Linked DNA regions of Zea mays: region 2 is linked to region 1. A link is a contact called in public Hi-C data. All regions are on one chromosome and are shown on one strand. Each heading gives the region's core, a stretch centred on a gene start, on an enhancer-like site or on the middle of the called end of the contact. The rest is flanking DNA. Distances are from core to core; before and after follow the strand shown.

Region 1 (4,591 bases), core at 1,236-3,735:
CCTTGATTTCTTTTGCACTTTAGTGCTGCCCGGTTACCTGTTGGGAGCGTGCTTCTTTTTAATTCTAAGCATGTACATAACATCTTCCCTATCTTAACTGAAAGGCAGAGCTCCTGCCATTTTTTCAAAAAAAAAAAGTTTTCACTCCAAGATCGTTAATCCCACCCCACCCACTGGCCTTTCTCCACAGACACATCGTTGTACATCAATCTAGCAGCTAGTTCTGCATAACAATTAATTGTCTACCAAAAATGATGACAGCTCGATACAAACAAACAATGAAACAAATAAATAAGCTTTCCTTTTATAGGCTAATACTGCAAACATGAAAGGGAGAGATGGAAGATAGACTAAGCGCTGAACTACGCACTAACAGAATTTCATCATAGGAGTGGAATTGGTTGGGTATCCTCTTTAGGGCTTGTTTGGGAGTAAGGGGATTAGAGGGGATTGAGGGGCTAGAATCCCTTGCTATGCAAAATTAAACAGTAAGGAATTCTAGCCTCCTCAATCCCCTCCAATCCCCTGTCTCCCAAACAAGCCCTCAAAGAAAAGTTATTTAGACACTTTATCACTTGAGATGTTAATATAAAATCGGTTTCCTCAGAGAAAACCTTTAAGAAATTCACGTCATGCTAGAACTATATATTCTGGCTTTTGGAAAAGGAGAGAGCATATGCTCCCTTCTATATGAAGAACTAAGGTTACGTATCATAGGCCAAGTGAGCCAACATAGGTATCTACGAACTATCAGCTGCGAGTATTAATATGGAATTTGAAAAGGATTCTCTAGTACAAAAATGTGAGATGGACAGCATATGCACAGGCACAGTACAGCAACAAACTTGGTAGCTTTTAACAGTAATAGGATCCTCCTGTTTACCTTGTTCTCCAAGGAGAGGCCACCAGGTTCTCTTAGTAATAAAATGAGCCTGTGAGCCCCACAAAATAAAAAAAAATGCAGAGTTAACGATCAGAAGCTTGAACAGATAGTTACGGTATCTGTTTCAATATTAAAATAATGATATACCTTGCCACCAGTCGCCATGAGAATCTGCGACTGGATCTTTCTTGTCCCCTTTGTACTGAAAACACACACACACGTTAAATTCAAAACCTTGCAGGAGTGTAGAGTAAATTCATGATGATCTAAAAAACTTTGAACTACAAATTACAAGAGTTCTATTTCTAGGTTCAGTAATTCTTACGTCAGTGGAGGATTCTGTCGCTTTCTTGGTTGTAGAGCTGCCGTAGAAATAATCTCGACCACCATAATGCACAGATGACCCAAAACATGACGTATCATAAGGTGGTGAATGTTTACCGTCCTTTGCGTACGCGGTATGACTTTTGGAAGGAGCCCATTGCGGTTTACCATCTGGACATCAAATTAATCTTTGTTCAGTTGAGATCAAAATATTAAATCAGTGTTCAGTTAATTTTCAGCTGTATCATACCCTCAATGCTTCTAAACTAACCAAGTAAAATGATCACCCCAGATAATAAACAATCCAAAGTCATGGAGACTAAGAGTTGGAGGTCAAAAGTATTTATGAGTCGACAAAACAATACCCACGCTGTATCTATCATCTAAACAAATGGCAACTATATCCTACATGATTCCCAAGATTCATCTGGGAGTGTAATTTAAAACAAAAACTCTGGGAATGTAATTATTCTCTTGATACAAAGGCTCTTCGGTTTTATTAGCACAACAGTTCCTCCTAATAGCATATAGGATAACACAGTAATAAGACGGAACAGGGTAATTCCACAACTACCTGTCGCGCCAGCTTGTGCGCTCCCGCTCTGCCCTTTGTAAATAATGCTGTACAACTCCTGATCTTTCCCATTTGCCTTGAAAACGAAAGGGAAAAAAGAAGAAAGATTTTCACTAATATATACCAACAACAAAGAAATGTTTTGAAATAAACCTTTTTAGGGATTTCATATCACCATCACTCTAAAATAATCCTCTATAATCGTGTTTAGAAACGCTACTCTACGATAATAGCACATACTTATGAAAAAGGAGCGTATCCACATTCGAAACACACCAAACTTAACAAAAATGGAAAAGGGAAAACTATGGTATACAACTAGGAACGCGCCTGTACGCGAAGAAACCCATCTGCATCATCGTAAACAATAAAGTCAAAGAAAAAAATTCCACGTCGAGCTCGAGCCTCACAACGAGACATAGCATCGAACATGAGAGGGGCGTCAAGAAACGTACCGCGGGCGCCGGCGGGTAGAACAAGCTGCTCAACGGGGACTCGGCTTCAGTGGCGGTGGCGGCGACGGCCCCGGCGCCGCGTGGAGAGGACTTCTTGGGTTCCATGGCGTGGGGCTGGTGCTGAGCAGAGGACTTCTTCGGCTCCATTTGGGGTCAGAAAGGGGACCTGCGATGGATCAGGGCACGTGAAGCGGTTGCAGGCGGCGGCGGAGGAACGGGGACTCTAGGGAACACTCGACTGCTCGCCTCGTGGCGCTCTGTGCTCCGGCCTCCATGCGTGACCCCGCATTTAAAGGCCCGGGCTGGGGACTTCGGTATGCGGTTTCGTTGATCTAGAAGGACTTGTATGGAAAAACGTAGATGTGCTTGCCCATTACTGTGTGCCCATAGGAAAACCTTTATTTAATGCATAGGCAGCCAGCCATATGTGTGTCTCCTGCATGTATGAAGGTATATATCCTATCTTCCAACAACTATTGGAGTAGTTGGGGCAGTAAACCTAGTGATGCTGCCTCAAGTTTCATAGTACGTGGCAGGGAAGCAAGAATTAACTTTTAAGTGTTCGAATATATGCAAGATTGCATGGAGAGGCTTAAACAAATAAAGGCAAAATTACTTTAGGGGCAATCATATGGTGGCAATTAGTTGATGCACGTATGTAATAAAGTACTCTGATTTAAATTATAAGAGATTTTGTCTTTCATGGACACATTGTATTTATTACGTATTTATACATAGTATATATCTAAAAACACGACAAAGACTGAATCTAGAAACAACAAAACATCTTATAATTTGAAATAGAGGGATGATTCTTTTTAACATTGTATGTCTTGTTCTTGAAGTAAGAATAGTGTGTGATGCAAGGTGGCGTAAAGGCAGGGACATAAAGAGGCAGTGTCGCAGAGATATGGCATCAATCAAGATATGCATGAATGCAGTAAAGTATTATCAATATTATATCTTGTTAGTAAGACGATGCATAGTCACAAGGGTCGAAGTGGACAGTTACACTTCAGTGATGAGCAGGTACGACAAATGTGGACAAACAACCATACATGGTGGCACGCCGATTAGGCAGGTGGTGTAGCAACAAAAGTAAACTATAGAGATAATGTGGTGGCACGTTGACCAAGCATAGAAACAAAAATGGTTGGTCGATGGTAGATATAGACATGAAGGGGAAGGTTAGTGCCACGACAACCATTTGGTGGTAGAGGAAAACAAGGACAAAGGATAGATGTGTCACGTCAACCACGATCAAAGAGCTTGACTATGTACGATGGTTGGATGGCAGGGTGGCAAGGTGTCATGCTAGGATGCATGATATTGATGTGTGTCCACTGGTGGGATGTTGTTCTTATTGAAGCACACACCCATTGGATATTGTCAGGTTCACAATACAATATGGGCATAAAATGGATACAAAGAGAGGAATAGCAATGGCACAATAGAGGCAAACTACATCCTTATGGGCATTGTAAGCCAAAGTGAGAAAAAAGGGGAAAACAAATTTTGCTAGTGAATTGATACAATAGAGTTAAACATATGTTAAAAAACTAGGGCACATCTTAAGGTGGAAGAGACTAGAGGCATAAGCAATAAAGGAAAAAAGGAAGCAACATGTCAACCTTGAGTGTAAAGAGGTTCATCAATAATAAGAGTTGAAAATGGGGGTGGTAGCATATCCATTGCATGCAAGGCAGGTAACTGGTAAGCATAGGTGGGCAGAAGGAAGGCAAGATTTGATATTGATAACAAGGACATAGTGGCGAGGGTCAAGCGGTGGGATGGCTAGGTGTCATGCAGGGATGACAAGTCACCGATGATGGTTTAAGCGGTGGGTTGCACTGACATCATGTATGAATAGTAGGTAGGACATTAAAGACATGGGAGATGATGCAAAGGAGAAGACCAATTGTAGCAACTGTAATAATGTCAAGAACAGGTACCCATAGGATGAAGCGCATGATGGATGTTGTGATGAGTTCGTGAGTGGTCTAGACCATCGTCTCCCAATCAACTTAGGTTGCTAGACCGTTGTCTTCGTATGATATAATTATTTATCTATTTTATACAGAACTCCATTACATATTAAAGATGTGACATTCATTTCTGTACCATGAGTCATCATATGTGTGATACTTGATCCCAGCACACATTTGATTTCACGCCCAGGTTTGGACCCCTCAAATCTGGGTGTGACACGAGGTGCGAGTGATGGTGTGCCACGACGAGGTGAGCGGGCCACCTGGAGGTTCCACTCCAGCAAGAAATTCAACTAAGGAAACATGAAAACAAAGGCAGGAAGGGGTTGGATGCTTCCTCATCGTGGGGTGAAGCTCAAAGCTCGTT
Region 2 (4,591 bases), core at 1,278-3,777, 210 kb after region 1:
AGTTGTCAACTATAAACTTCTATAACTTCTCAAGATCTACAAAGTTTATTTTGGTTGTTTGGTAATTTGTTTATCTCAGATGATGGTTCTAACAATATGCACAAATTCTATATGTCTCTCTCGTAGTTTCATAAACTATACGAGAGAGATATGGGTTTTATGAACAAATTTATTTTTATTTTGTCATATGAAGAAATGTTCAATATATAAATTGTACATCATGATGAGTTATACAAATTTGTAGTTGAAAACTTTTTCATTTGAATTAATTTACTACTTTAAAATGTGATTCTTAAATTGACTTTGCCTAGTGTTGGAGAAAAAACACTCGGCAAAGAGCTCTTTGCCGAGTGTTGTATTTGTGACACTCGGCAAAGAGCCCTTTGCCGAGTGTCAAAAAAAGACACTCGGCAAAGAAACTCTTTGTCGAGTGTCAAAAATAAAACACTCGGCAAAGAGCTTCTTCGCCGAGTGTTTTCTTTTACCGAGGGTTTTTTGTGTGGCACTCGGCAAAGAGCTCTTTGCCGAGTGCCCGAAATAAAACACTCGGCAAAGAATATGGCACTCGGCAAAGAGCCAAATTCCGGTAGTGGCTACAAGCTGCAAGCTATCAAAATAATGCTACGAGATATGCCAGTTATGAGATATCATGCTAATATAGAAATAAATATGAAATGCTCTCTCCGTCCCAAAATAAAATATGTTTTACCTTTTTAGTTGATTCAAACAATAGTTAATATATTTATTTTATATATGTGTTTAGATTTATTATCATCTATTTGAACAGACATAAAATTCAAGAGTAAAACAACTAATATTTTAGGACAGAGGTAGATCTTTATTCCACCTATTTCCCCCATTTTAAAAAGCGGAGTAAAAAATCTAAGGTGCTTTCAAAAATGTTCTAAAAAATAGAACCGGTCTCTTCTCTTAGACTTTTTGCTTCTGAAAAAGAAATCAGCTCTGAAAAGCCAACCAAACAAGGCCAAACACTCGAGTACTTTTTTTTAAGCCAAACCGTTGTATTACTTGTCTCTTACGATATCGCAAGATTATGTGAACATGGCAAATAGCTAAGCTCATTAACTTTGCTCCTAGAGATTTAATTTTCCCATGGCCTTAAGCTCATCCACATCCGTTCCTGGTGTATACATGGTGCATATCCATTTCTGATGTATTGGGGGCGTTTCTGTCTACTTTTGCAGTGTCAAATTTCCACGTGCAATGTGAGCGTGAATTGTGCTCTGCCCGTAATCCTTAAAGCTGGGGTGGTGATAAAAAGAAGGTTCTTGGATGAGGAATGGTTGGTGGACGTTCAGTTACATTCAGCTTCTGTCCAATCTCTGAAGTTTTTCGCACGTGTCGTACGTTTTGTGTCAATGGTCACGTAGGCTCTCTTGTCCTAAAGGCAGCCGAGGTTACAGTGTCACGCTTAGCTAGTTTAAAAGAAGAGAAGATAAACTTAGAAAGAGAAAATCTTCTATAAATAATTAAATATCTTATTTAAATAATACTTGCCTCTGTTTTTATTTATTTGACGCTGCACGGTTTAACTTTATACTAACGGGCGACATATAAAAACAAACGAAGGGATTACTTCTTAGGGATTTTTACCTGATAAAAGGTAAGGATCTAATGCCCCGTTTGAATCCCTGGAATTAAATTCCATTTTAATAATAGTAATTTAGATACATATCAATTAAACTAATTCGGTTATATATAAAATATATTTGTATATTATTATTAACAAGATATCGGAAATATTTATATGTTATATTTTTACTATAAAGGAGTGAGCCGAAAAACGTCCTATAGTTTATAGAGTAAAAATAAATTCTAATGATATATAAAATTAATTCTCATCCTACACTCCATAAATTTGAGATAAGTCTATATCTAAACTTTGAAAAGTAGTGAAATGTCAAATTTCAAAGTAAATAAGATACTTTATTAAGTAAATTTTAATTCCTCTAAAATAAATGGATCTAAATGTCTCGTAAGCGTATTTGAGTTTTCAAACTAGTTACTTTATTAAGTAAATTTTAATTCCCCTAAAATAAATGGATCTAAACGTCTCGTAAGCGTATTTGAGTTTTCAAACTAGTTCTCGCACTCACGGCTGCGCATTGCGCATAAGGTGGTGACCGAGGCCCCTTCTTCCGATTTTTTTGCAATTTGACATTTTTTCGAAATAATTTCACGTTTAGATCCCTAAATGATTTAATGTTATTTTTGGATCTTTACTCGACGCCATGACTCATAGCACTGAGGTAACACGTCTCGGCGCCATGGCCTATAGTGCCGAGGTATCTTTTAGCTCGGCGTCACAGATCGTGGCGCCGAGCTAGGCCACGTCAGCTGCCAGCGTGCACCTCGGCGGCAGCTCATCAGGCATGCCGAGTAAAGAGTCCAAAAATGACATTAAATTATTATGGGGTTCAAATGTAAAATTGTTTCAGAGAAATAACTAAATTGCAAAAAATTCGGCCCCTTCTATATAAAGGCCTTCATTTCCGTTCGAAAAGCCGCGTGCAAGCACCGCAGAAACAAACAAAAAAACACCCGGGAAATCCAAGCAGCTGTTGCAACCGGTTCCTTCGAGGAGAACGTGAGAAAGAAGCATGAGGCCCCAGGTGCTGCTCGTCGCACTGGCCGTCTTCGCCGTCCTCGTAGCTCTGCCACTGGGCAAAGGTGAGGCTTGGACCTTTCGTTTAATTTCTCCATCGCCAGAACCACTTGAAACGACGGGGGTCGGTCGGTTCGGCGGCCTGGTCTTTGGTTACCGCAGCGCACGAGGAGGAGGAGGAGGAAGGGCTTGAACTCGAAGCCAGCAGGAGGCGGTGGCCGTGCTGCGACCAGTGCGGCATTTGCACCAGGTCGCAGCCGCCGATATGCGAGTGCAGGGACACGTCGACGACCGGCTGCCACCCGGCTTGCAAGGCGTGCGCCCTGTCCATCTCCGACGGCCTCTTCGTGTGCAAGGACAAGATCGTCAACTTCTGCAAGCGCCGCTGCACCCGTCGTACTGATGATGATGATGCGTGACTTATAATCTAAGTGGGCAAATAACCTTGCCAATAAATAATTTCCGTTCGGAGCTCCATTTGCATCTTTCTCAAGATGCAGACGACAGGGTTTAAATAATCAAGGCGATGCTTGCTTGCTCGTCGCCTTTTTACTCGTACAGTTTCTGAAATAAAGAGCATGGGTATGTTATGCTCGGAGATATATGTAGTCATGAGACGTAAAAGAATGCAATATACGCTTTGGTTATGTGCATCTTTAGATGCCATAGACCGAGGCATGATTATTTCGCGGTGATAGCTAATAACGCATGGCTACTTTAGCGTCTGGGAAGCTTCCAGAAGAAAGGCAAGGTAGAAGAAGACTTGAAAGAGGGGGAAACTGAGTGGCGTATGGTTTCTGTTATTTTCTTCGATGCCGTTCCAGCGTTCTCGTCGTGCCCAAGTACTGTAGGACATCCGACACCACGCCCGCACGGTGTGTCGTTCACACGGCCCAAACACACATAGCCCACTTGTACTTACACGGCCCATTGCAGCCCACTATATTTGATACTTGGACGTCGTTCCCGCGCTTGTGCCATCTTCGCGTTCGGTTCTTCAGTTGTCGACTTCTTCAACGCATCCGATTGAGCCTCCATTGATGCCTTCTCCTTGGAGCTGCTGACATTGCCCTGACCTTAAAAGCCAGCTTGCCCCCAAACTGGTGCGCCAGGGAATTTAGCGCGCAGAGCTTCAGTATCTTCCTAAGTTGCCAGTTCTTCATCCATATCGGACCACAAGACCTTCACTTGGTTGATGAGTTCACCGCCACGCATGATTATCCATCGCTGCAAGAACTGGAGAGGTACCTGTATGGCATGAACACTATGTGGCAGGTTAGGAACCAAAGTTTGGTCGCGACCCAAGGCGATTTCAGTTGGGAAACACGAAACACTAGGTGGATCGAACTGGAAGTGGGCAATTGCAGGCGATAAGCCACTGCACCCACGCGCTCAAGTATCTTGTATGGCCCAAAGAATTTGAAGGAGAGCTTATGGCTGGAACGAGGAGCAACCGATGACTGAATATACGGCTGAAGTTTGAGGTATACTGACTCTCCAACAGCAAAGGAACGTTATGAACGCCGCTTGTTACCTTGCCGCTTCATTCTGTCATGAGCTCTTGTCAAATGTAGCTTGATCACCTTTGTCATGAGCTCACACGTTCATGCAACCAGACCGCTAGAACAGGAACCCGAATAACAGCATCATCAGTTATGCCAAAGTATTTTGGTTCATACCCATATAGCACGGCAAAATGAGTATGGCCCAAAGCTGACTTGTAGCTGGTGTTGTACCAGTACTCGGCGACTGACAACCATTGCGACCATTTGGTTGGACATGTGTGCACAAAGCATTTTAGAAATGTCTCGAGGCACTGGTTCAGACGTTCGGTCTGCCCATCCGACTGGGATGATAGGAAGAAGATATGTTTAGAGTGGTGCCCGTAAGCTGAAACATTGAGTGCCAAAAATGACTAGTGAATGTTAGAGTACTCGTTTAGTGTTTAGGGTTTCTCACGTGATA

The links. Hi-C and Micro-C count contacts between places; a contact is called where the count stands out from the background.
Region 2: a contact with region 1 is called in a Hi-C map of ear, with 2.6 times the contacts expected there. The contact joins the promoter of LOC100281908 here to the promoter of LOC100273482 in region 1. A contact is called at or near these places in 3 of 25 Hi-C or Micro-C datasets (ear, leaf and tassel).

The regions. Positions count from the first base shown.
Region 1 is chr3:184,486,986-184,491,576 of Zm-B73-REFERENCE-NAM-5.0, forward strand. It overlaps LOC100273482, which reads right to left and starts at 2,486. Exons shown (of 6, transcript NM_001320079.1): 1 at 2,237-2,486; 2 at 1,779-1,857; 3 at 1,209-1,378; 4 at 1,031-1,085; 5 at 884-932. The coding sequence starts at 2,383. The coding sequence ends at 916.
Region 2 is chr3:184,693,442-184,698,032 of Zm-B73-REFERENCE-NAM-5.0, forward strand. It overlaps LOC100281908 (Bowman-Birk type trypsin inhibitor), which reads left to right and starts at 2,528. Exons shown (of 2, transcript NM_001154827.2): 1 at 2,528-2,691; 2 at 2,789-3,190. The coding sequence starts at 2,622. The coding sequence ends at 3,045. It also overlaps a transcript of LOC100381673 not described here.